6 separate regions of the Mus musculus genome follow, and all the other regions are linked to region 5. Evidence: chromatin contacts called from public promoter capture Hi-C data. All regions are on one chromosome and are shown on one strand. Each heading gives the region's core, a stretch centred on a gene start, on an enhancer-like site or on the middle of the called end of the contact. The rest is flanking DNA. Distances are from core to core; before and after follow the strand shown. Region 1 holds the start of Psmb3 (proteasome (prosome, macropain) subunit, beta type 3). Region 2 holds the start of Pip4k2b (phosphatidylinositol-5-phosphate 4-kinase, type II, beta). Region 3 holds the start of Mllt6 (myeloid/lymphoid or mixed-lineage leukemia; translocated to, 6). Region 4 holds the start of Lasp1 (LIM and SH3 protein 1). Region 5 holds the start of Rapgefl1 (Rap guanine nucleotide exchange factor (GEF)-like 1). Region 6 holds the start of Rpl23 (ribosomal protein L23).

Region 1 (3,906 bases), core at 268-2,767, 1.1 Mb before region 5:
ACCTCTCCCTCTTGCAAACGATGCCCTTTGTTGATCTCTGTATTTATTTCCCCATCTTCCGCACTGTCTACTTAGGCCCCCTCATGGTATGCCTTTCTCTGTAGATCACAGCTAGGTTCTTCCTCCTTCCACTCTTTTATCCCTCACTTTGTTCCTGTGGTTTTTTTCCTGACTGTTTCCATCCACCGGGACAGATTTCCTCTTTCAAGTTGCTATCGTCCACTGATGCAGACAATGGGAAGCTGTCCAACCTCCGCAGCAAAATTTATTCTTAATCCAAGGAAAATTGCATTGTTAAACATGGCAGTGAGACAGAAACTTGGCTTTGCCTTTCTGTCATCCTGATTGGGAGAAAGAATAGTGAGAGGTGGTGAGGAGACGTTAGGGATAGATCCATTCACTGACCATAGACGGATTTCTAAATACAGTGACCATCTGGGTTGGTGTATCACAATTATTGCTTCTGGTACCTCGGTACCGAATGTGGCTTTGGAGCATTTGCGATTTAAAAAAAAAAAAAAAAGGCCGAGACCGTCCCTGGGTGGGCTCGAACCACCAACCTTTCGGTTAACAGCCGAACGCGCTAACCGATTGCGCCACAGAGACGGTGACAGTTGTTTGTGAGGCAGAGAGCCGAGTCAATAGTACTGAGCCGATATGGCGCAAGACCAGTCACGACGCAAGCAGTTACAGTAGCTTAGAAACCCAGCGGAACAAAATCTGATCTCGAAGAACAGCGAATCGAGGCTGTGGCGGAGGGAACAGTGGTTGTGCAAGGGAAGGGAAAGCAAGGGATGCACACGTCCCACCTGGGCTGCCCTGGAGCCGTTGGCCCAGGCTATCCTCGGTCAGTGTCTAGGATGTGGCACAGAACGTTCCTTTGTAGAGTGAACAGAGACTTAGGGCTACGTCTGTCGGCCAGCAGGGATTGGGAGTGAGAGACTCCAAACGCTGAACAACCTGTAGCTCACTCCCGTAAAACAAAACAAAAGCTCCATTCTGGAACTAAACCCTCCTAGCACGAACCCTCGGCACGATCTTCCCATTCTGCAAAGAATGGGCGCCTTCGGTATACTCGGTGCCGATAGGTTAATTGGCGCCTGCAAAAATCCCGGTGAACAGTAAGGATTTGTGAATGAACACTGGAAGTCGGGTAGCTTGAGTAAAATGCCTAACTCCTGCAGCACCACGGTAAGCGCCAGCTTACCTACTCTGCTTACAGCACCAGCCCCACAAGGCCTGTCCCAAGCCCACGTGTTGCAAACTCCGCCCCTAAACGGGATGGCCCGAACTCCAGGTCCGCCAAGATCCCAACATGCCCCGGACCGTAGGCTCTTCCGCACTCACAGTGACTTTTCACTTTCCGCTTTCCATACCTCCGTTTTGGTGTCTCAACCAAACTATGCATATTTGTGACTGACGGCATGAGTGTCCAATAGAAAGCTGAACTAGTCAATCCGAGTCGGCCCGCCAGCCAATGGGGAGGATTCGGCAAGAGCGTTGACCCTGAGAAAGCCAGAGCCGGTTTGCAGGCAACGCTGTGGGGATCGGGCTTCCACTCCAGCGCAATCATGGTGAGATCGGGGAGTAAGGAAAGGAGTCTGGGATGGGAACTGAAAGCAAGGACGAGTAGTGCTTGGGTTCGGGACGGGGAGAGCCTGGTGGTCAGTAGAATGCACATGGGAGTACCGTGCAGATGAGTGCGGTTCCTGGGTGCCCCACCGGGCCCATCTCAGGGCTGGAGCTCCTGGCGTCCTGGCTCCTCCGGAGTGGAGGGCACGGGTATATGAGCTTTGGGGACCAGAACTGATGTGAAGGTTATGGTCCCACTTAGCTCCACGAACTGAGCCCCTTGATTTGTTTGTCCCCAGTCTATTATGTCCTATAATGGAGGGGCCGTCATGGCCATGAAGGGAAAGAACTGTGTGGCCATCGCTGCAGACAGACGTTTCGGGATCCAGGCCCAGATGGTGACCACGGACTTCCAGAAGATCTTTCCCATGGGTGACAGGCTCTACATAGGCCTGGCCGGCCTGGCCACTGACGTCCAGACAGTGTAAGTGTCTCCAGCCCCACCTTCACCCAGGTTTCTTCGTTGAGCAGCCCGATATCAGCCATCTGCCAAAAGCCACGATTGAGTGTGAGACTCAGCTGAACACCACAGCGTTACGGAGATGGGTCCTAACCTATGTTTTTCTGGCATTACCTTGTGCTCTGCTCTTTGTGAAGAAGCATTTTTGTTAGGGAGTCCCTTAATCACCGTCTTAATATTACTGGCGAGCCGTCTCATTCTGCAATTGAAAAAAAAATTGAGACCTTCCTTCAAGATGCACAGTAATGAACGTCAGCCAGAATCCTACTGTAGGTCTTTCTAAAGACCGTGGGCACTCGCTAAACCAGTAGGCGGCTGGCAAAGCAGACATACCGAACGATAACTAACCATGATGAGCTGTTGGGTTTTAACTGCCCACTTTACTTACCTAGTTGACAGTGCTTATGTGATTTGAGTGATGGGAGGGTCTGAGAGGGGAAACGGGTTGTCTGTGATGGCCCCAGTGTGCTGGTTCTGATCGCTGTGGTTGGTGGTGGGAACTTTAAAAACACAATTCATTGATTATTATTTTACGTGTATGTGTGTCTGTGCACCACATGTGTGCAGTGACTGCAGAGGCTAGAAGAGATTGTTGGACAACCTTCCCCCCCAGCAACCCTCATGACCCAGCTTGAATTACAGGTGGTTGTGAGCCACCATGTGGGTGCTGGGGATAGAAAGCTGGAAGAGCAGTCAGTGCTCTTCATGCCTGAGCCATCTCTCCAGCCTCTACATTTATTATTATTATTATTATCATTTTATTGTTTGTATGCCCGGGTTCCACAGCCCTGTGTGAAGGTCAGAGGACAGCTTGCAGAAGTTGGTTTTGCCTTTCCATCATGTGGTTCCAGGCATTGAGCTGCTTAGGCCTGGCGTAGGTGTTACTGCCCACTGACCCATCCCACCATCTCAAGGATGGGATGCTGTGAGTTGCTGAAGAAAGACTCATTCATTGATTCACTGAGCATCGAGGTCAAGAGTCAAGTCTTGCCCTGACCCCCAACCCTGGTACTAGAAATTGAAACCAGGATTTTGAAAGCTTAAGCACATGATATGCTATTGAGTTACATCCTCAAACCCAAGCCCTCATGTTCTGTATTGTTATTACTATTAATATCTAAAAGATTTATTTTATATGTATGGATGATTGACCACATGTCTGTCTGCGCACCAGCTTCATGTTGTGCCCCCAGGAGGCCAGAAAGGGGTGTTGGGTTTGCCCAGAACTGTAGTTGTGAGGTGCTTTGTAGGGGCTGGGAATTGAACTTGAATTTTGTGGAAGAGCAGCCAGTGCTCTTACCCATTGAGCCATCTCTCCAGTGCCTTTTTATTTTTTATTTATTTTTCTATTTTTTTTTTAATTTTTCATTTCCCACCCCTTTCCCTTCTCTCTCTTGCTTTGGCCTGGCTCGCTCCAACCATATATATTTTTTTTTTTAATTATTATTTTTTTTAATTTGTCATTACGGATGCTGCCAGGCGGTGGTGGCACAGGCCTTTAATCCCAGCACTTGGGAAGCAGAGGCAGGTGGATTTCTGAGCCAGCCTGGTCTACAAAGTGAGTTCCAGGACAGCCAGGGTTACAGAGAAACCCTGTCTTGAAAAACCAAAACAAACAAACAGAAAACAAAAAATGTGATTTAGAAATAGTGCCATTTCATATAAGAAACTGGCCCCGCTGGGCTTTGGATCTGTGGAGGATCCCGGAACTTTATGGTTACTGAGGGAACATGCGAACACACTAACATCTAGTCTAGTGCACAGCTGTGACATTTCACAAATAGTTCTTATTGTGGGCATGTTGTGACTGAAAT
Region 2 (4,031 bases), core at 459-2,958, 1.1 Mb before region 5:
GTCAAACAAAATCAAGGAGTGACTCCCAGAAAGGGATGCAGGGTTCACAATTTGCTGACCCAGTTTCCCTGGGAATGTCAGATGACCCCCGAAGCAAGAGGAGCAAGCTCTGCTCACTGTTGATGTCCAGCTCCTTTAGAGGTCCGGGCATCCCACTTCCCGGCCAGGACACTCATTAAGCCCAGGGATTCCATGGAAAAGGGGAATGTGCCCAAGACTAAGAGGCCTGAGAGGACCTCACAAACACATGCGCTCTTCTCTAAGACGTGGAGATCTACGCTGGTGTAGGTGGCTGTCCCTCAATCTCTAGCCAAAGGACCCTCTAGGTCTTCTACCAAAGCAAGAGAAAATGAAGTCTCCCTGACCCTGGGTCCCTGGGTCATTGTTTGGTCTTGTAGACAATTTCAAGTGTTCAGAAAAGTCATGGAGCCTAAAGAATGAAATCCGAAGGAGACCCGACCCGTTATCCTCCCCCCACCCACCCCCATTCTAAACTTGTGGCTGGTGGAGTCAGCACCTCAGGTCTTTTCACTTCCTCTGTTTGCTCTCAGTGTAGGGACTCACAAAGAAACGGTGAGAAGGCAGAGAGCAAGCCACCGAAAGAGAGCAGATCCCAAACAAACAGCACATAAACAGAGCCAACCAGCTAACGTCGGCCACATCCAACTTCTTGGCAGAGGCTGCTGCACCATCCCAAAGCACCCAGGACCCAAAGGACCACTCATCTGAGACAGTAATCACCATTATCACACCCTGGAAAACCATACGAGAAGTCAATGGCTTTGAAACATCACAGAAGAACGAGGAAGATACATTATTTCCATAACCAAGTCTACACTCCCTCGGGCCTTGTGCTCGCACTTATCCTTCATCCATGGGAACACAAGTCAAGTGTCTGTGGTTTGGAGAAGTCTCTGCTTCTCCAGTTGATACGTCTTCATGAAGAAGAAGAAGAAAAAAAGGAAACCCAGAGAGGATGTCCACAGTCAGGGGTAAGGAGGCCTAGAAGATGGGAAACTTTGAGCAGCCATACCACCCAAAGGACCACAAACAGGAACATTCAGGCAAGCCAGTCCCACTTGCCCTGTCAACTGAGCAATGATGTGGTAGCCAGCTATAAGAGACAAGCGGAATAGCCATGCAACAAACACGCTGAGGGTAGAAGCAGCGTCGTTGCAGCACCCAGGCCTTCCCTCGGAAGCTCCGGGGTTGCACGGAGCCAGCATACGGACACAAGAAGCCAGAGGGGCTGGAGCGAAGGGGAAACGACGACGGCATAGCACGGGGACACCAGGCCTCGCGTGGCGAACGGGGAGTGCACGCCCGGCCGGACAGCGTGCACGGGTGGGCGGGCATGCAAGTGGCTCGGCGGAAGGGTTGCAGGCGTCACCCGCGGGGCGAGCGTGGCGAGGCCGGAGGGAGTGGGGGCGCGCACGGGGAAGCTGGTTACCGTGTGGTTCACCCCCCACATCAGGACGCTGAGAATCGGCTCGCTGGCCCGGAATAGCTTCACTTTCTGGCACACGAAATGCTTCTTCTTGGTCTTGGTTTTGCTGGCGCTGAGCGGCGCCACCGCCACCGCCGTGGTGCTGGTGCAGTTGGACGACATGCCCGGGGCGGCGGCGGCGGCGAAAGGGGGGGCGGCGGAGACAGCGCACCAGCGAGCGGCCCCAGGCCTCCCCCGAACCGATCCCCACCCCCGCTGCCTCACCGAGCCATGGTCGCGCCCGTCCCGTTACCTCCCCACCCCGCCCCGGTGGTTCCGTCCGCCCCACGCCCCGCCCTCGCTGCGCCGGCCCGCCCCGCCCCGCCCCGCCCCGGGGAGCAGGCCAGCCTGATCCTCACCCCGCCCCCGGGCGGCACCGCCCACTGGATCCCGGCTCTCCCCTCCCCGTCGGAATGGTACCGCCCGTCCCCGGGCGCTTGCAGCTGCCCCGCCCACTCCTCCTCTCCCGGCCTGAAGGGAACCCAGCCGGCTTCACGCGGGGGAACGAGGAAGACTGGGGATGGACAGCCTCGAGGCACTCGGCAAGAAGGGCTCCCTACTCGGACACCCTCAAGGCCGGGCTTTGACTTTGCCTCCACATGAAGTACTAAAATGGCGGCAGCGCCGCCGCTTCGGGAGGGGAAGAGGGGCCGGCATGAGAAGAAGCTGGAACATACCATCTCCACCCCGGGGGACAGAGGAGTAACGCGGCAAAGGGGAAAGGAAGTCCTGCCTAGAAAACCAGGGACCGCCCCCTCGCTCCACCCAAGCGTGGATCTTCCCACTCCCCTGGGCCGACGGCTCGCTCCACCCGCAAGGTACGCCCCCTTTCCCGGGGGCCAATCAGAGGAGCAGGCCGGGAATCCTAGGTTTTATGAATGGGCCGCGCGCCCACCCACCTGCCGCCTAGCCTCCTCTATCCCGATGGTCAAGTTTAGACACCACTAGCATCTGTAGACGCGTATTGTAATAATCCTTTCATTCTTGCTCCAAGAAATCTCGAATAAACTGCCCATGGTTTATTATGTAATTCCACTTGGTCGAAGGGTCTCTGTATCCGACACAAATCACAGGTCAACACTTGGGATATCAAGACTCAGTACCAGGCACGTGGTAGATCGCTCTACACAGTTACAAAAATAAATGTAGCCTTTATTACCAAGTAATAAAATAAAAGCCATAATTAACTATAACATAGGGCAGAAGGATGAGATGATTAAATGAATAATGTTATATTGTCTGGGGAGAAACTGAGTTTTAAGAATTACAGTGCCAGCCGGTCGTGGTGGCGCATGCCTTTAATCCCAGCACTTGGGAGGCAGAGGCAGGCAGATTTCTGAGTTCAAGGCCAGCCTGGTCTACAGAGTGAGTTCCAGGACAGCCAGGGCTATCTATACTGAGAAACCCTGTCTCAAAAAGTAACAACAACAATAATTACAGTGACTGGAATTTTAGTGCTTAAATCCAAACATATTTTAGGAGAAATTAGGAACTGGTAGAACAACGAAATGGCTTAATATATGAATTAAGAGCACCTCTGAGGGCCAGATGGTCTGTAATCACAGCTCCAGAGACTAAAACAGGAGATCTACAGTTTAAGGTCAGCTACCGCTAGGGTGAATCTGTCGTCTGTTTAAAAAGCACCTAGAAGTTCCCTGGTCAAACAAATGAGGGCTTCTGGTGAAAGAATAGAGAAAGGAATGGCAGTAAAGACATGGGTGTGGCCCCTTGAGTCTTGTCTTAGATTTTTAGTTATTACAGGATAAAGGCAGCTGGAGGATGGGGATGGCCTAACCGCAGCCAGCACTCAGGAGGCTGAGGCAGGAGAGCCACCATCAGGCTGCCCTGGACCAGCAAGGGCCCTGTATCACAGACAAACCACAAAGCAGCAGTGGCAGGAGCAGCAACTGTGTGTGGTCAGAGGAGCTAAAGTGCAGGGTCACCGTCAGCTCCCCGGTCCAATCAAAGCTAGCCTGAGCTACAAGAGACCCTGCCTCAACAAACAAACAAATAAAAATTAGCCAGAAAGCAAAAAGCTTCCCAAGTATTTTCTTTCAGGAGTCATCGGACAACATGGGTCCTGATTCCTGCCCCACTGGGTGCCCACTGTAGGATGCCGAGGAACAGAGGAGGATATGTATGTCCCTTGGCAGGTGTGTCCTTCCTGAAGCCAGTACATACCTATAAATGTAGCCTAACACATTTGTAGAGGACAAAGTCATGTCCAAATGACAAAGAAGGTCAGTATCCCTCTGTTACCAGTAACTACTGTGTTACTTTTCTGACAAGGTCATCCAACAAAATGTTCTCCCAAGGCTAACTTTTTTAAAGCAAATATAGAACTATACATTTGTATATACACATCACACCATTACAGCGTAAAGCCCGGGTGGGTAGCAGTTCACTTAGGGCTTTTGGTTCTGTTTTCTCTTCCAGCTTCTTCAATTCTTGGCTCTTCCTGATGCTTGGCTATCCTGTCACATAATCTACTAAATAAAGTCAATGTTTGTTTATCCCAGTGAGCACCGTCCATCTGGGTGGCTCT
Region 3 (3,678 bases), core at 245-2,744, 1.2 Mb before region 5:
CCGGCGGAAGAGTCGGCCAGGGGGGCAGTGCGCCGAAGGGGGAGCGGCCCCCTCCACCCTCAATCCCCCAGCCCGCCATCTCCTCTCCGAGCCCTCTGCCCCTCCCCCCCAGGAAGCGTTCCCGGCCTAGAGGTCTTTGAAGTGTGGATGAAGCCCCCAGGGCTGCCTTCTCCCCTCTGCCACCCAACCTCCCGCTGAGGGGGTATTTGACCTTTGGTCCCTGTGGGGGCGCCGTCTTTCCCCTTGCAAAGAAAAAAGGGGAATCAGATCTCGTCTTTGGGCTTATACCAGTCTGGGGGAAGTCTTGGGTCGCTTTCCATCAAACCCTAGACCCAATTTCGGGGACTTTAATCCTTCGTGGTGCGTTTTTGTACGCTACTGTGATTCTATACCTGCCCAGAAGTCAAGGCGTGATTCTGTTGGCAAGCACTTCCGAGGCAGCTTTACTCACTTTAAAACGCAAGGCACGCCCTGAGGCTAGGGGTGGAGTTACGACTTAGAACAGAGATCTTGAATTAAGGTGGGGTACCTCATTGTACCCCTAAGGTGCCTAGAGACCTTGACATTGAAGACTTCAAAGGGAAGTTCCTGGAGGGCAGGAATACCTCTACTCTGGCGCGCAGCCGACTCTAGCATTCAACAAATTTTTGTGCGGGGCGTGGTGGTGCACGCCTTTACTCTAGCACTTTGGTGGCAGAGGCAGAATTGGGAGTTCAAGGTCATCCTTCACTAAGTGGTGAGTTCGAGGCTAACCGGAGCTACTGGTGATCCTGTCTCAAACTAACAAAAAAGATTTGTAAAGTAAGTAAAAGTTTACACGTGGCATTGTCTACCCTCCAGAGTGACCTCCAGGGACAGCACCCATGAGCTGCCATCCAGAGACACCATTCCCATTCCAAGAACAAGCACGGGTAAATGGTTTAACATCGCTCCAGTTCTTTTTAAGAGCCCTGGTTTTTTTCATCTTCCCTAGATTTCCCTAGGGTTGAAGAACACCCAGAGAAGGGGGATGGGAGACCGGAGACCCAAAGTGTGACACGGAGGGGAGGACTCGGGAACTACCCACCTAGAGTCATAAAGGGAAAAAGAAAAGACGGGGAAAGCTGCACTGAGCGCACGAGCGAAAAGCTCCCTACCAAGCCAGGCTTTGTTCCCTGAACCTAAGACTTTACCCGGCGGCGGGCGGGCCGGGAGCGAGCGAGCGAGCGGAGGCGCGCGGCCATGGCTGCCGCGGCCGGGCAGGGGGGCCGGGGGGGCGGCGCGTGAGCGGGCGGCGCGGGGCGGGCGGGCGCCCGCGATGTGCCACTCGGCGCCTCCCCCGCCGGGCCCTGCTTGCACCGCGGCCGGGCGGCTCTGGTAGCCGGCGAGCGGCGCGGAAGGGGAGCGCGGCGCGCGAGTCTCATTGTTGGGGGGGGGGGGCCCGTCGGGGCATGAGGGCGAGAGCACGGCGGGGGGGGCGGCCAGACAGAGCGAGCGAGGAGGAGGAGGAGGACGCCGAGGAGGAGGAAGGAGGAGGCAAAGAAAAGAAGCGGCGGCGGCGGCGGCGGAGGAGGGGGCGAGGAGGCGCGCGGCCCCCGCTCCCTCCCTCCCCCCCTGACCCCCGACCCCCGCCGGCCGGCCCCCAGCCCCAGCCCCGGAGGGAGCTCATGGGAGTATGAAGGAGATGGTAGGAGGCTGCTGCGTATGTTCGGACGAGAGGGGCTGGGCCGAAAACCCGCTGGTCTACTGCGATGGGCACGCGTGCAGCGTGGCCGTCCACCAAGGTAAGGGGAGGGGGGAGACGGCCGGCGGGGGGGGGGGAGCTGCGGGACCCCGGGGCGGCGCGCGCACGGGGTGCCCTCGGCCGCGCCCTCCGGAGCCCTCCTGGGGCGCCTGCCCCTCCCCCACCCACCTGAAGCGAAAGGCGGCGTGGGCTCCCCCCCATCCCCAGCCTGGTCCTCCAGGACCGGGTCAGGCATTGTTTTCTTGCCTATTGTTCAGTCCCGCGCCCCCCACCCCAAGTTGAAGGAGTTTTGGGGAGAGTCCAGGGCGCAAGGAGTGAACTCCCTGAGCCCCGCACCGCCGGTGTCAGGGCTGTCCCGGGAATGTTTACCTGCGAGGTAACCCCCCCTCCCGCCCGGTTTATTTTGGTTCCCGCTCCGGGAGGAAGAGGTCAAGGGGGGGTCATCCCCCTTCGCTTCCGGATACTGGGAGGAGCGGAATTGGGAAGGGAGGAGAAGGGTCCCACGGGAGAAGGGATCCTGAAACCCTCCGGGGAAGAGCTGAGGCTGGGAGAGCGGTTTTACAGGGGGCCGGAATGGAGGAGAGAGAGGTTTGGAGTTTCCCCCTGCCGCCGCACATGGTTCGGGAGTTAACTCCTTAAGGAATCTTGCCGAGGGCGCAGGCTGGCATCTCCGCCTGTCTGGCACAGGCAACCACCACCACCCCCCTTCCCAAGACAACCCTTAATGCTGTGGCTGCGGGCCTTTCCCGCCACTCTCCTCTGGGTACCTGCCCCGCACCTGCCCTCTGTTTTCACTTTTGACCTGTACGTGTGACAGAGGCAGAAGATGAGGTCCTTGAACCCCCGACTTCCTTGGCTTATCCCTTACTGGCCCTTTAAGAAGCACCCCCCCTCCCCTCATAACAACAAAACGTGTTACAATCATGACTATTTCTTGTTCTGGTGCCTAGGGGACTGGTCAGGGCAGAGGCGGCGGGGGGGGGGGGGGGGGAGGGGGAGGAATTCAGGTCCAGAAAAAAGGGAGAGGGGTGGGATGAGAATGGAGGATCTTTGGAAGTTTAAGGTCAAGGACTCTGTCAGACTTTTTGCCCCTGTTTGAAATGCTTGGTTGTGTGATTGAAGGCTGGCTCTATGCGGTTGGACATTTCTTGTAGTCCTGTTCCATTGAGTGATCCCGGGTCTGGGGAGCAGCCCCACCTACTGGGCTGGCTTTAGTAGGCTGGGTCTCTTCCCTGCCTGCCCCCAGTTACTCTGTGGGGGGGGGAACCATTGGCTGATGGCTTTGCTCAGTGAGTCTCCTTCCCCCACCCTTAGCTTGCTATGGCATCGTCCAGGTGCCAACAGGACCCTGGTTCTGCAGGAAATGTGAATCTCAGGAGCGTGCAGCCAGGGTGGTGAGTCCAGCCCCTCTCCCTTTCCTCTCCCCTACACCTGAGCATCTCCTGCAGGTTAATAGGGTACCCTGAGGCTGGGGCAGGACTAAGCTCTGTCACTCAGGATTTCCTGTTTGCTGCTGCCTATCACCAGCCCCATCTCTCCCTCAGCTCTGCACTCAGCTCTGCCCCGCCTCACCTCCGGCTTGGGGGCTTTGATTTTTTTGGGGGGGGTGTCTATGTGCTGCTTTGTAACTTTTTACTATGAAAGGTTTTCAAGGCTATGGAAGTTGAGGGGCCGCTGTAGTGACCAGCAGGTTCTCCTTATTCAGCCTTCAGCAGTTAGGAGCCTCTTTGCTCTACAGCCTCAGCCCCCACCCAGATCTTATGTTATCTTCGGGCCTTTTGGATGAGTTCAGGGAGGGCCCAGCTCAGCAGATCCCCCCAATCCCTGTGCTCCTTGCATTGGCAGAGGTGTGAGCTGTGCCCGCACAAAGATGGGGCATTGAAGAGGACTGACAATGGAGGTGAGGGGAACCCTGAACGCCTGCTGAGGTCAGCCAGGCCCCCCAGCAGGTGTGG
Region 4 (4,279 bases), core at 1,324-3,823, 1.0 Mb before region 5:
TGGTTCTAAATGAATAAACAAGTTTTGGTGAAAAGCAAACAAGTCATGTAAAAAGAAATTTGCAGCCTCTTACCGCCAGAGGGGGTATAGCTCAGTGGTAGAGCATTTGACTGCAGATCAAGAGGTCCCCGGTTCAAATCCGGGTGCCCCCTTGGTGGGTGCATATGTTTTTCCTATGAGAACACTCAGTTTCTCCACTCAGTTATTTCCAAATCCAAACTCTACCTTCCTAATTTTCCCCCTTTGAATGTTGAATCAGCATCGAGGAAGGAGGAAGGAGCTATCTCTCCTAACAGAATGGCAAGTGAGGTATGGAATAAGGAACATTTTTTACCTCGTTTGTATCCCGACCCAAAAAGCTAAGGATGAATCCAGAAACAATGTTTATAATACTTGCCGATTTTAAGGTATGTTACAGCCAGGTGTTGTAGAACATGCCTGTTAATCTCAGCACTTGGAAGGAGGCAGGAGGATCAGAGTCCAAGAGAGTTTAAGAGCAGGGCGTGGTGGCGCATGTCTTTGATCCCAGAACTCCGGAGGCAGAGGCAGACGAAGTTCGAGGCCAGCCTGGTCTACAGAGTGAGTTCCAGGACAACCAGGGCTACACAGAGAAACCCTGTCTCAAAAAAAAAAAAAAAAAAAAAAAAAAAAGAGTTTAAGATTAGCCTTGGCCTATATATCAAAATCAAGGCCAGCCTGGGCTACACGAAACTCTGTATGGGGGTGGGGGTGGGGGTGGGGCGCGGAAGACACAGTGTAAAGAGATAAAAAACGAATGTCTTGTCTGAGATGTTGAGGCTGGAGAATGTACAAGTTCAAGGCCCAGCGTCTGGGAACAGAGACTCGCTTCTCTGGTATCTCTGTGCTTTGCCCCAAGCTCTGCTCAGTCCCCTTCCTTGTTCCGCTCAGCAGAGAACTGTAATGGGAACTGGGAGGGAATGCATGTGAATATTCCCCTGGGGTCCTGGGATGACACAACCAGATTCCATGTTTAAAATATCACAGCCACACCCTGACACGGGCAGCATGCCTCTGTCTGTCTCTTTTTCCTTTTTTTGGGCAAAACCTAGCTGAGGGGCCGCCCTTGCTTCCCTGTTCACACTTAGAGATTTCTTCCAGACCAGATACCTTAAAGCAGCTAGATACCTGTCCCCTGTTGAGGATTTGAAACTTGATAGCGTTGTGGTAATAATATTCTGGTGATCCTCAAAGAGCGGTCCTTGCGTCCTTGAATGATTTACCTGACAAATCCGCCAAAGAGCTAACTGCCAAGGCCTTCCTCAGCATCTACACAATCGGAAACTGGGGACGTTTTAATGAGCCCCCCCCTCCCCCAGGTCACTCTAGAGCACGCACAAGTTGTGAAAACCACTGCATTCATTTATATTACTTGGCTTTGGGGTCTTGTTCTTTTGCAGTGAAGGGAGCTGACGAGTGCTCCTCCCGGTTTCACGGTCTCGGAGCGCTTTTACTCGGTCCACGTCACCAAGTCACAATGAAACGTGAGGATATAGAATAATAAGGATCATAGAATGAAACGAAAAAGGGAAAGGAAAGCTTAGGTTGGAGAAGGGCTATGTCCGCAAGTTTCCCTTTTTTGATTGACCCTTGACCCTCAACGGACACACACCGTCAACCTGGGGAGTGACCTTGGCTTCCGAACCCAAAGTGTGGAACAATCCAATTCAAATTCACAAGCATACCATGGGCAGAAATCTCCAGGACTCTGGCGCCAATCAAATAAAGTCGTGCAACTTCTGCTTGGTACGAGGCAAAACGAAGGCTTTTCTGCTCAGATTTAAAAGGAGGAGTGGCCTTTATCTTTTTACCTGTTTTAATGACCCAGGGTCGAATCAAGATCATACTTGTATTGAAACGTATTTTTATTGTCATTGAAGAGAGGAAAAGACTCTGAGGGGGCACCCGGATTTGAACCAGGGACCTCTTGATCTGCAGTCAAATGCTCTACCACTGAGCTATACCCCCGCACCGACGCGCAGCTTGAAGCAATCTCTTTTCAGTCTTAAGATGCTGTCGCAGCTGCTACACAGGTAGAATAGGGGCAAGAGAAAAGAATGGAAGAGCAAAGGCGGCCAAGCTGAAAGCAGAGGATGCCTGAATCCGAAGAATCCATGGGAAAGCTGCAGCGCAGAGGGGCGGGGAGGGTGAACGTACGGAGGTGCTGAGTCCAAAGGGAAAGGGACAGGTACCTATGTGGGAGAGGATGTGGGCGGGAAGGGAACTAGCTGGGGGGCGGGGCGGGGCAAGGGGTGGTTTCCCCGCAGGTTGATGCTGGGGACCCACGGGTTTAAGGAAAGTCCCCCAGTCTAGAGAATCTGTACTATCCCCACCATCGTCGGGTGCGTGGGGTTGCCCCCTCTCATGGGAAATCGGGCTCTGCCACACTCGCGTCTGTTTCTCCAGCGCGGGAAGGGCCATGGCCCGGGCCCGTCCTCGGTCGCGGAGCCCAGGGGCACGTGCACCCCGAGAGCTCAGGGGCTCCTGCACTCCCGTCCCGCAGTCCTCCCTGGAACCCGCCCCCACGCAGCCCCACGTCGCCCGGGGAGCGCGCCTGGTCGCGCGCGCCTCTTTCCGCGCCCGAGGCGCGTCCCCGCCCTAGCCAGTGCAGCCCCTCCTCCCCACTGTGTTTATTAGGGGAAGGAGGGCGGAGGCGGAGGCCAGTTCCCCAGTTCCAGTCGCCGTCGCCTGCACAGTTGCAGCCGCCGCCTCCCACCAGCTCGCCCAAGGAAAAGGGAACGCGCGCGAATACGGGCGTCCCCGCCCCAGTCTTTCCCCGGAACCATGAACCCTAACTGTGCCCGGTGCGGCAAGATCGTGTACCCCACGGAGAAGGTGAACTGTCTGGATAAGGTGAGCTCGGGTACCGGGCGCTGCGAGCTAGCCAGTGCTAGTGCAGCTCTCCATCAGGGGAGGAAAGAGGGGCCGGGTCTTTGCGGGCTCTTCCCTGCGCTCCCCAGAGCAGGTAAGGAAGGCGGGAGGCGACTTGGGGTGTGGGGACAGACCCCAGTCTGGAACCTGGGAGGTCCAAGGCGAGGTGGTGAGCAGCCACCGCTGGAGATGGGTGGCCTCTGTGCATCGAGGTTAGGAGGGCTGGAAGGAAGGGCGGAAGAGCACCAGGGAACCGGGTTCCCCGGGTGTGTGCAGGAGGTTAGAGGTGCAGTCCCGCCCCCCGGGCCGGGAGTGAGAGGGGAGACGGCCGCTCCCTTTCCCCGCGGCGGCCAGCGCCAAGTAGGCGGAAGCGCGGGGCGCTGGGGGGAGGGGGCGGCGGGGGCGGGGCGGAGGCTGGGGCCGGCGCTACCCGCCCGGCTTGGGCTGCCGGTAGCCTGGCTTCCTGGCTTGGAAGCTGCGTCGGGTCCTTCGTCCAGCGAGTGTCAATTGTGGTGAAAGGGATTTAGGGGCAGCGCCGGAATCTCACTGCGAGACCCCCTCTTTTTGAACGACCTGCTGGTCCCCTCCTTGCTTTTTTTGTGGTTGGGGAACCCGCAGACCTCCTTCATAGCTTCCCCAACCCCCAATTCAAATTGCAAGCCACTCCGGGTGATCGGCTGCCCAGTCGGAGCTGGGCGGGGTAGGGAGTGGGGAGGACGCTTCTTGGAGATCTGAAATTGTGCTCAGCCTGGAGACCAGCTTAGAGAACAAAGAGCTAACTTTTCAGAGCTGTTTTCTCCGATGGAGGGTGGGATTGGCCGAGTTCTGAGGAAGCAGACGAAAAGGAGTTTTTTAAGAGGAGGGGGGTAGCCTTCTGGAAATCAGCTGGCCCCTAGGGGCTCTTACGCATCCCCCGGCCCAGGCTGGACCCGATCATCTGTTTGCCATTACACTTTTGCAAGGGGGACTGAAGGGTAGATCTGGGTGTTTCCGGTACAGTTTGAGATGGGACCCTTCTGCCTTGTTCTGAACCCCATAAAGTCTAAGACAACCCGTTTCTTCTCTTGTGACCCCCTCTGCAGGGAAGCCTTTTGGCTCCTCATAGATACGTTGTACCTGGCTCTCCAAGCTGGATCTCATTCTCCACGTTTATGGCTGAACTGGACAGAAGCAGGCGCCTCAATGAGGCGATCTAGTTTTGTTGGAAAAGGATACTTTGTTTCTCCGGGCTAGGGTTAGTTCCTTCTTAGGAACCTTTGGACATCCCCCGCACACCCTCCCGGTCCCGGTCAGGAGGTAGGGACTTGTAGTTTTGAAACATTTGAACTTTTTCTTGAGGAAAGAGATGTGGGGCTTGGCTAGGTACCAGGATAGGAGGAGCTTAAGGGAA
Region 5 (4,220 bases), core at 1,186-3,685:
CTTATATTTGAGACTGGAGCACGCACAGAGTAATTTCCAGTTTTGAATTAACTTTCCTTGAGTGGAAGTTTACAGTTATACAAAGGCCACTCGGTGTGGACGACCAGTGGGTATTGTGGGGCTGGAAACATTTGTTCTTTGTTTCACAAAGCTTTACCTTGGTGGTGTGGGAATGCCCACAAGTTGGGACATCTTCCCTCTGTCCCCCAAGGTGATGTATAACTATAGACATGGTCTCCCTGGTTGGTCATGCAAAAAATGTCAGCCAACCCTCTGGGTAGGTTACTGGCAGGAGAAAGGAATGTTGGGGTGCCTTCTCACCCTTGCCTCTTCCCCAGTCCTGCTGTTAGATCCCATTGCTCTCCCTGTTGCCCTGGTAACTAGCTCAGCAAGAAGAAACTCAAGCTCAGCAAAGCCCTCGGGTTCTCTCTGCCCCCCCCCCCCCAGCCTGCTTCTCAGTGGGCAGAGATAATGGGAGTTTAAGGGACAGATAGATTACTGCCTTAGGTAGCCCTGTCCAATACCTTTGTAGAAGCCCATGGGTTGGACTGACTCAGTTAAGCTTGTTGGCCTCCATTTCCACTGTTAAGTAATTGAATACCACCCTACCATTCTCTTCGGTTTTCTCATGGTAATGTAGATGCCCTATCAGTTTTCCCGCTGTGGGTCAGTCCATGGACCTACCTGTAGGTGACTCAAAACATCAAGGATTTGCAATTGCCAGATCTTCTTACAGCTGCAGTTGACCTAGAGCAGTGATTTCCAACACTGGCTGTTTGAATCACCTGGGGAGCTTTCTAAACTAACAGAGACCTTGGGCCTGCCACAGGATCCCATAATGGATCTAGGGTGTGACCTGGACATCAGCAATTCCAAAAAGCTCCCATGCGGTTTCAGTGTGTAGCCAGAACGGAAGCCACTGCTGCTCCAGGAGGACCACAAATTAATGCTTCCTTTGCTTCTGATTCAAGGTCTTGAATGTAGTGACTGCCACTTTCTGTAACTGGAAGGGTCTAGAGTCCGATTCCCCAAGCATTTAGTTTCTAGAAGTCTCTCGGTCCCTTTTTATTTCCAGCTCCCACACCCTTCACACTCCCCAATTTTTCACCCTTCCTAACCGACAATCCCAAATCCTGCCCAGAGAAGAGGTTACCAAGGCAACCGGCTTAATCTGGTAACTGTGGCATGTGCAGAAGAGAAGCCCTCCCCTCTTCTTGGTTCCTAAAAGGTTACCTGGGGAGCTCTAAGCCACTCTGGCCAGTTCCTACTTCCAACCTTAAGAGAGGCCGAGTGTCCAATTAAGGCTGTCCAGGAAACCAATGCTCAGATCCAGCTTCATAGCAAAATCGGAGCTTTTTTTTTTCTTTTTCTTTTTCTTTTTCTTTTTTTTTTTTTTTTTGTTCCCTCTCCAAATCCCCAGATGGGTGTGCAGAGCTTTATTTCTGTGAACACATGCTCTAGCACACATGGAACTGAGTTTGCACCGACAGCAACACAAGTGTAGTACACACCCTGTCAGTTTCACCACTCCCAGCTCTTAGCATTCCTGTCCATCCATGCCTTGCTGAGGCACAGTAAACAGGGGTGGGACTTTGCCCAAGGAACACCAGCCCACCAGGAACCCGGTGCCACTCCTTCACCATGTATACCAAGCCTGGATGTGTTCACACTGTCTCTACAGCCCCATCCTAGTGGAGTGTACCCTGGGAGACAGAATGCTCTGGCGTAGCCACCAGGAGTAAGGGCAATATTTCTCCCATTCTATGGCTATATACACTAATGTGCTAGGTGATGGATGATAGTTGGCAGTTTGGGGACTTACACATCTCTTCAGTCTTGCTTCCCTTCGCTACCACCTGGGCTAAGATGCCCTTGTGCTTTTGGTCGTCTCTTTCAGTCTACTATCTCTTTTCACCCCAATTAGACCTGCCACAACCTGCTGGCCTCTGCCTGGCTCTTTCCTACTTGCCAGTACTTGCCTTACAGGGCGGCCCTGCACCACCCCCTAAACCCTATCAGAAAGGAATATGGGTACCGCCCCCAGTGCCAATACCAGTTTACCCAAGACGCCGTCCCAGCCCTTCTCAACAGGTGGAAGATAATGACCAAATAAAATTGTGGGAAAGATGCAAAGAGTTCAGCAGTCTTTATAAGCCTCACCTGTGCACAGGTAGGCGTGCCAAGGTCAAACATATGCCCTGGTTATTTGAAATGCTCAAAAGAGACCCGGTAATCAAGAGCCAGGAGTCCTCTGCTTTGGTAGATCTCTCCCTCGCCTTTGCCCTTCTGCGACTGTCAGAAACCCAAGTCCTAATTTTCCTCGCGGTCAGCGCCAGAGCCCAAGTTCAAGCCTCGCGCGGCCGGGCGGGGGCGGGCCTAAGCAGGGTAGGGGCGGGGACTGGAGGAGGGGGCGCGGTCTCAATTCTGCCACCTTCCCCGGGGCCAGGAGCGCAGCCGCCGCCGCGTCCTCAGCCTTGCGCTCCGCCCGCTGCCTCTGTCGCCTCAGCCCGGCCCCGGAGCGCTGAGACGGGGACACCAGCCCCTCAGCCTGCCAACCCTTCGGCCGCAGCCGGCATGGGGGGCCGCTGAGAGCGAGCTCCTCTTCCCTCTGGCACCTCCCCCGGCCACTGGCCACTGGACTCTGGCCAGCGAGGCTCGGCCACCTCTCGCTCGCAGTCCGACGCCTGGCACGGCCCTCGGCTCTGCTCCCCCGGCTCTGAGCATCGTGTCCCCGCCTCCCCCCGCCCGCGCCTGGGACACCTGGGTCCCCCGGCGGCCCCTAAGAGAGGGGCGGGGGGGGGGGCATGAAGCCACTGGAGAAATTTTTGAAGAAGCAGACGTCTCAGCTGGCGGGGCGAGCGGTGACTGGAGGTCCCGGCGGGGGTCCGGGTTGCTGCGGAGGGCCTGGAGGGGGTGGGGGCCCTGGTGGGGGCGGCGGTCCGGCCGGGGGACTGCGGCCACTGCAGCGGCGTCAGAGCGTGTCTCGCCTGCTGCTCCCAGCTTTCCTCCGAGAGCCCCCAACCGAGCCCGGGCTGGAGCCGCCCGTTGAGGAGGAAGGGGGAGAGCCATTAGGGGTCTCTGAGGAGCCGGGCAGTGGGGGGCCCTGTTGGCTGCAGCTAGAGGAGGTTCCCGGGCCTGGGCCGATAGGATCTGGGGTGCCCCTGCGCTCTCCTTCCTCGTACTCCTCAGATGAGCTATCCCCCGGCGAACCCCTGGCTTCACCACCCTGGGCCCCCCTGGGCGCCCCCGAGCGGCCAGAGCATCTTCTGAACCGGGTTCTGGAGCGCCTGGCTGGAGGGACCACCAGGGACAGCAGCGCCTCAGGTAAGCCTGCTCATCCATCCCAGAGCAAGAGAGCACGGGGTTGGGGGTGGGAGGTGAGGGATTGGCCCGGGGGATGCTCCCTGATTGTTTTTTCTTGTCCTCAGTGTTGGTGTAGAGGATGAGGGGAAGCCCGAAGTAATGTAGGGGAAGGGGCATGGTAATGCGCACCCACCTTCCTCCCCACATTAGCTTCATTCTAGGGGAAGAAGGGAAACCATCTCTCTCCTTCAACTACCCTCCCTCTCTCTCGGCTATTTAAGCCAGTCTCCCACGAGCCCTTGATACTGCCTACCTCCTCCCACGCCCCTAAATTAGGGCCTGACACCCTAAGGTGGACGCTTTCCCGCTGAGGTTGTACGCTGCCCTCCAGACCATAGCTGAGGCCTGAAAACCGCTGACAGGAGTCCCTGGCTGTGTAGGAGCGCCTCACTTGGTGGGGCCATGTGGATAGTCACAGAACTCGGCTGCTTTTATTGGGGATGAATTCGAAGGTCTCTAAGGGAAGATACCAGGAGACTGCAGCATCCAGAAGGCTTTGGGCCTCCGTAGCACCCACCCTTCCCATGCCATGCCTCAGCAGAGGGCCTTTTTTAAAAAAATAATAACCACACCCTGAGAAGCCTGAGATGATGCCATTTCACCCACTATGAGAATGCCAGCACCCTATTAAAGGGCTTCTGAGGAACGTAGGCCCCCACATCGCTAGTTGGAATAGATGTAGAGATATCAGGGTCTTTAGATCTAACTAGGCACTCCACTAAACCCAGAAGGGGCTTAGGGTTGAGAGACCAAGCTTGAGACCCTAAAGAGGAGGGTGTTAGGAGTTACCCTTCCTTCTCTGCAAGGCATTCTGGCTCTAGGAGTGGAGTGTCACCCTCTACTCCATTTTTGTCCTG
Region 6 (3,943 bases), core at 307-2,806, 1.1 Mb before region 5:
ACGGAAAAGACCCTAATTAGAGAAAAAACAAAGTGTTCCATAAACCGCAGCAGTCAGACATGTGGCCGTGTCTGTAAGCCCAACACTGAGGTCCAGCCTGTGCTACCAAGTCAAGCCTTGTCTCAAACAGGGAGCTGAGGCATTGATCTCAAAGGCTCTCACATGTGTAGCTTCCTTGACAGCCACAGAATTAAGATCCCATCTTCCAACACCCAGAGAACTTCTACCTTCCACTACGACTTAAGGAGCCTCCCAGGGCCGGGCGTGGTGGCGCACGCCTTTAATCCCAGCACTTGGGAGGCAGAGGCAGGCGAGTTCGAGGCCAGCCTGGTCTACAAAGTGAGTTCCAGGACAGCCAGGGCTACACAGAAAAACACTGTCAAAAAAAAAACCAAACAAACAAACCAAAACAAGCAACCAAACAAAAAAACAAGCTCTCCTCCCCGCTCACCCTTTTTCCTTAGTTCTGGTTTGCCTTTCTTAACTGTGGCCATCACCATGTCCCCAACACCAGCAGCAGGAAGTCTGTTCAGCCGTCCCTTGATTCCCTTCACAGAGATGATATACAAGTTTTTAGCTCCTATAGGAAAAAAACAAACAAAAGTAAATTTTGTATGAGACCGGCAGAATTCACAATATAGAGTCAGCAAGGCTATACACCAAGTAACTCAGTCTCAGAAAAGCATGAACACAAACAAACCAAAACAAACCGTTTTCGTAAAACTCATCGGGCTTGTAAGTAATCTTTCAGAAGTGTCTTGTCACAACACCGATTGAAGTTAAACAACACAACACGTTGCCACTTCACCCAAAAGTGGTGTTTTTCACTCTGCCCCTTCTTGACGGCTCAGTGGGTCACTAGCAAAAGGCTCACTGAGTGCTTTTAAAAGGGGACGGTGGCAGGACGCGGCCGAAGGCCTCACCTGTGTTGTCTGCACAGTTGATCACAGCTCCGACCGGAAGACCCAGGGAAATCCGGAATTTCGCCCCGGAGGACCCACCGCGTCCTGCGGGGAGGGAAACAGACAGGACAAGGGTCCACATTCGGTCTCACAGTTCCCAACTATAACCCACCGCACACGCTTCGGCGAGGGCCGGCCGCTCCCCGGCTACCACGCACTTGTCACGGGACCCGGCCGTGCCCATTATTTGCATCCTCCTGCGGAAGAAGGAGACTGCGAGGCTCCAACCTCGTCTGCATTTGCGGGGACCGCAGATATCGCGCAGTCCCGTCGACCCCACGTTCTCCGTTCGGCCCCATGCTCCGCTCCTACACCAGCTCAACACCATTGGCATCGCCCTCTTTCAGGGCTCCCTCTAGGCCTCCGCGGTGCCCCCATCTTCTCTATCTCCGGCCCCGGGACTGTAAACTATCACCGCCGCCGGGGGCCGTCGCCAAGGGATGGGCGGGCCATCCCGCGCGGCAGATGCCAACGGATCCCCAAACTCAAAATTCCTCACCTCGCTTCGACATCTTGAACGCCCGGAAAGGGTCAGAAAGGAAGTTAGTACAGGGGACACTGGGATATGAACGGGAGGCCCCGCCCACTCAGCCACGTGACCGGACCTCGTCCAGCCCGCCTCCCTCCCCGGGTCGCAGCTAGATGACGTAAAAGGCCTGGGCCTCCGCGGGACCGTTCTGCGTGGGAAAGCTGCGCTTAAGATGTGTAGGGGCGAGTAATTTTGGGGCTACACCCAACGCCTCGGAAGTAATTGGCGATATGGACACATTGCCTTTTGGCTTTTTAAAATTTGCTTAACAGCTTCTTTTGAGCTCTGTGGCCAAGCCCCTCTCTGGATAACAGGGATTCGAAAATTATTGCTGCGGGTGTGGTGGTGCTCGCCAATAATCTCGGCATCGTGGGAGCTGAAGCAGGAGAATTGCGGCGATTTCAACATCACCTCAGCTACCCATGAGATCCTTCCTCAAAACAAATAAATACATGAGTAAAATAAATTCTTCTGTAAGGGTTCCTAAAGAACAGACACATGGGGCAAGAGCAAGTTCAGAATGGTTTCATTTGGCTGTGGAACAATTAAGTGGAGCGCTACAGATGAGTCTGTGTGTTTGGTACCATAACATTCTTTCGTCATGAGAGTTAACAATACTCTATTAGTGACATTCACACAGCCGCTCGGACTACAACTCAGTACCTTATTATTAATTATTCTTAGACTTAGCCCACAGCTAACCGTGACCGATTGATTGGCTTTGTTGCTTCTTAAAGATGTGCAAAATTTCGTAAAGCTTAAATATAGGATAGTTTATGCTTGCTTATAATCAAGATGGACAGGTTTTGTTTTGTTTTGTTTTGTTTTGTTTTGTTTTGTTTGGGGGGACAGGGTTTCTCTGTATAGCTCTGGCTGTCCTGGAACCCACTCTGTAGACCAGGCTGGCCTCAAACTCAGAAATCCGCCTGCCTGCCTCTGCCTCCCAAGTGCTGGGATTAAAGGCGTGCACCACCACGCCCGACTGGACATGTTTTAATTTATTAATATTAATTTCCCCTTTTACTACCTCAACCTCTCCCTATTTTCCTTACCTTCTGTTGAAACATTCATTCAAATGTGCGTTGAATACTTATATCAGGGCCAGATTCTGTCCAGATTACATGAGGGAATAAAATAGAGCATTATTCTTGCCTTTATGGGTTTTCCTCTGCCAGGGTAGAGGTTGGAGGCAGGTAATAGATACTAAATAATAGGAGTGGGCTGGAGAGATGGTTCAGCAGTTAAGAGCACTGACTGCTCTTCCAGAGGTCCTGAGTTCAATTCCCAGTGACCACATGGTGGCTCACAACCATTTGTAACGGGATCTGATACCCTCTTCTGGTCTGTCTGAAGACAGCTACAGTGTACTCATATAAATAATATAAATAAATCTTTAAAAAAAACCTAAATAATAGGAGTAATTGTGAGAGTTCCAGTATACAGTATATCGTTGTCAAACGGGAAGAAGTATTATGAAGAAAGGACAGTGAGGTATGGAGAGGTGAAGGGACAGGTTGCAATAGAAACATTAGTGCCTGATAGTTTGTCATCTCTCCTATTCAGATGCTATCCCAAGTTCAAGGCCACCCTGAACAATGTAGAGACCCTATCTGAAAATACCAAATACCAAATAGGAAAAATGGCTAGGGGGTGTCTCTCAGTACTGGAATACATGCCTAACATATGCAAGATTTGTTTGTTTGTTTGAGACAGGGTTTCTCTGTGTACCTGGGGCTATCCTAGAACTACCACTGAAGATCAGACTGGCCTCAAACTCAAACATTCACCTGCCTCAGTAAGACCCCCAAAGCTGGGCCTCTGCTCCTGGGATGAACTGGCCAGCACCCTAATGACTCGAGAGAAAACCGTACCTGATGCAAACTGCAAGAGGTTTTATTATCAGCTAGCTGAGGATGAAGTCCCTCTGCAGTGCAGGGCAGGGGAGTTCGACCCCGAGCTATAATGATAGGGGGCTGAGGAGTTGGGAGGAGCTGGGTGGAGTTCTTCTCTGCTGGGTGTCCTTGGTGAAATTTACAAGGCATAAGGAGTGGGGAGTGAGTTCTTTCTGAATTTTTATCTCCATGTCTTTGGCACAGGAAGCCAGACAAGTGCCTGGCTGGGTCTTTTACAATTATCGAATCTCTGGTTGTAAAGTATAGAAACAAAAAGGCTTTTTGCTGGCTATAAAGAACAAAGAGCTTCTTTCTGGCTGTATTTTTAGAGACCAGGGAAAACAAGCTTGGGGAACATCCAGGGCTTTACCTTCCAGGGAGAAAAGCTCTAAGTCGGAGTCTCACACCTCTGCCTCCCGAGTGCTGGGACTGAAGATGTGTGCTGCTGCAGCCACCAATACTGGGGAAAAAAAAGTGCAACATTTCATTTACTCTGTGTGTGTGTGTGTGTGTGTGTGTGTGTGTGAAGTCGTGGCTAGACAAAATGACCCCAGGCTTTG

The links. Promoter capture Hi-C pulls out the DNA fragments that hold promoters and counts their contacts.
Region 1: a contact with region 5 is called in a promoter capture Hi-C map of liver, with 8 times the contacts expected there. The contact joins the promoter of Psmb3 here to the promoter of Rapgefl1 in region 5. A contact is called at or near these places in 4 of 39 promoter capture datasets (hippocampal neurons, liver and pre-B cells) and 1 of 115 datasets of contacts at active chromatin or transcription factors (astrocytes).
Region 2: a contact with region 5 is called in a promoter capture Hi-C map of pre-B cells, with 6 times the contacts expected there. The contact joins the promoter of Pip4k2b here to the promoter of Rapgefl1 in region 5. A contact is called at or near these places in 2 of 39 promoter capture datasets (hippocampal neurons and pre-B cells).
Region 3: a contact with region 5 is called in a promoter capture Hi-C map of pre-B cells, with 5 times the contacts expected there. The contact joins the promoter of Mllt6 here to the promoter of Rapgefl1 in region 5. A contact is called at or near these places in 4 of 39 promoter capture datasets (the C10 cell line, hippocampal neurons, liver and 1 more).
Region 4: a contact with region 5 is called in a promoter capture Hi-C map of hippocampal neurons, with 2.4 times the contacts expected there. The contact joins the promoter of Lasp1 here to the promoter of Rapgefl1 in region 5. A contact is called at or near these places in 1 of 39 promoter capture datasets (hippocampal neurons) and 1 of 9 other capture datasets (liver).
Region 6: a contact with region 5 is called in a promoter capture Hi-C map of pre-B cells, with 8 times the contacts expected there. The contact joins the promoter of Rpl23 here to the promoter of Rapgefl1 in region 5. A contact is called at or near these places in 5 of 39 promoter capture datasets (the C10 cell line, hippocampal neurons, liver and 2 more).

The regions. Positions count from the first base shown.
Region 1 is chr11:97,701,917-97,705,822 of GRCm38.p6, forward strand. It overlaps Psmb3 (proteasome (prosome, macropain) subunit, beta type 3), which reads left to right and starts at 1,518. Exons shown (of 6, transcript NM_011971.4): 1 at 1,518-1,574; 2 at 1,872-2,056. The coding sequence starts at 1,572. n-TNgtt8 (a tRNA gene) reads right to left here and starts at 606; the gene lies at 533-606. It also overlaps a transcript of Pcgf2 not described here.
Region 2 is chr11:97,742,996-97,747,026 of GRCm38.p6, forward strand. Pip4k2b (phosphatidylinositol-5-phosphate 4-kinase, type II, beta) reads right to left here and starts at 1,709. Exons shown (of 10, transcript NM_054051.1): 1 at 1,451-1,709. The coding sequence starts at 1,609. Cwc25 (CWC25 spliceosome-associated protein) reads right to left here. Exons shown (of 10, transcript NM_026186.4): 10 at 2,475-4,031. It overlaps Mir8102 (microRNA 8102), which reads left to right and starts at 1,902; the gene lies at 1,902-2,040.
Region 3 is chr11:97,661,918-97,665,595 of GRCm38.p6, forward strand. Mllt6 (myeloid/lymphoid or mixed-lineage leukemia; translocated to, 6) reads left to right here and starts at 1,495. Exons shown (of 20, transcript NM_139311.2): 1 at 1,495-1,763; 2 at 3,038-3,117; 3 at 3,569-3,623. The coding sequence starts at 1,655.
Region 4 is chr11:97,796,992-97,801,270 of GRCm38.p6, forward strand. Lasp1 (LIM and SH3 protein 1) reads left to right here and starts at 2,574. Exons shown (of 7, transcript NM_010688.5): 1 at 2,574-2,871. The coding sequence starts at 2,803. It overlaps n-TCgca51 (a tRNA gene), which reads right to left and starts at 1,986; the gene lies at 1,915-1,986. It overlaps n-TCgca56 (a tRNA gene), which reads left to right and starts at 81; the gene lies at 81-152.
Region 5 is chr11:98,834,350-98,838,569 of GRCm38.p6, forward strand. Rapgefl1 (Rap guanine nucleotide exchange factor (GEF)-like 1) reads left to right here and starts at 2,436. Exons shown (of 15, transcript NM_001080925.1): 1 at 2,436-3,324. The coding sequence starts at 2,805.
Region 6 is chr11:97,780,883-97,784,825 of GRCm38.p6, forward strand. It overlaps Rpl23 (ribosomal protein L23), which reads right to left and starts at 1,557. Exons shown (of 5, transcript NM_022891.3): 1 at 1,462-1,557; 2 at 924-1,007; 3 at 452-580. The coding sequence starts at 1,474. Snora21 (small nucleolar RNA, H/ACA box 21) reads right to left here and starts at 884; the gene lies at 757-884.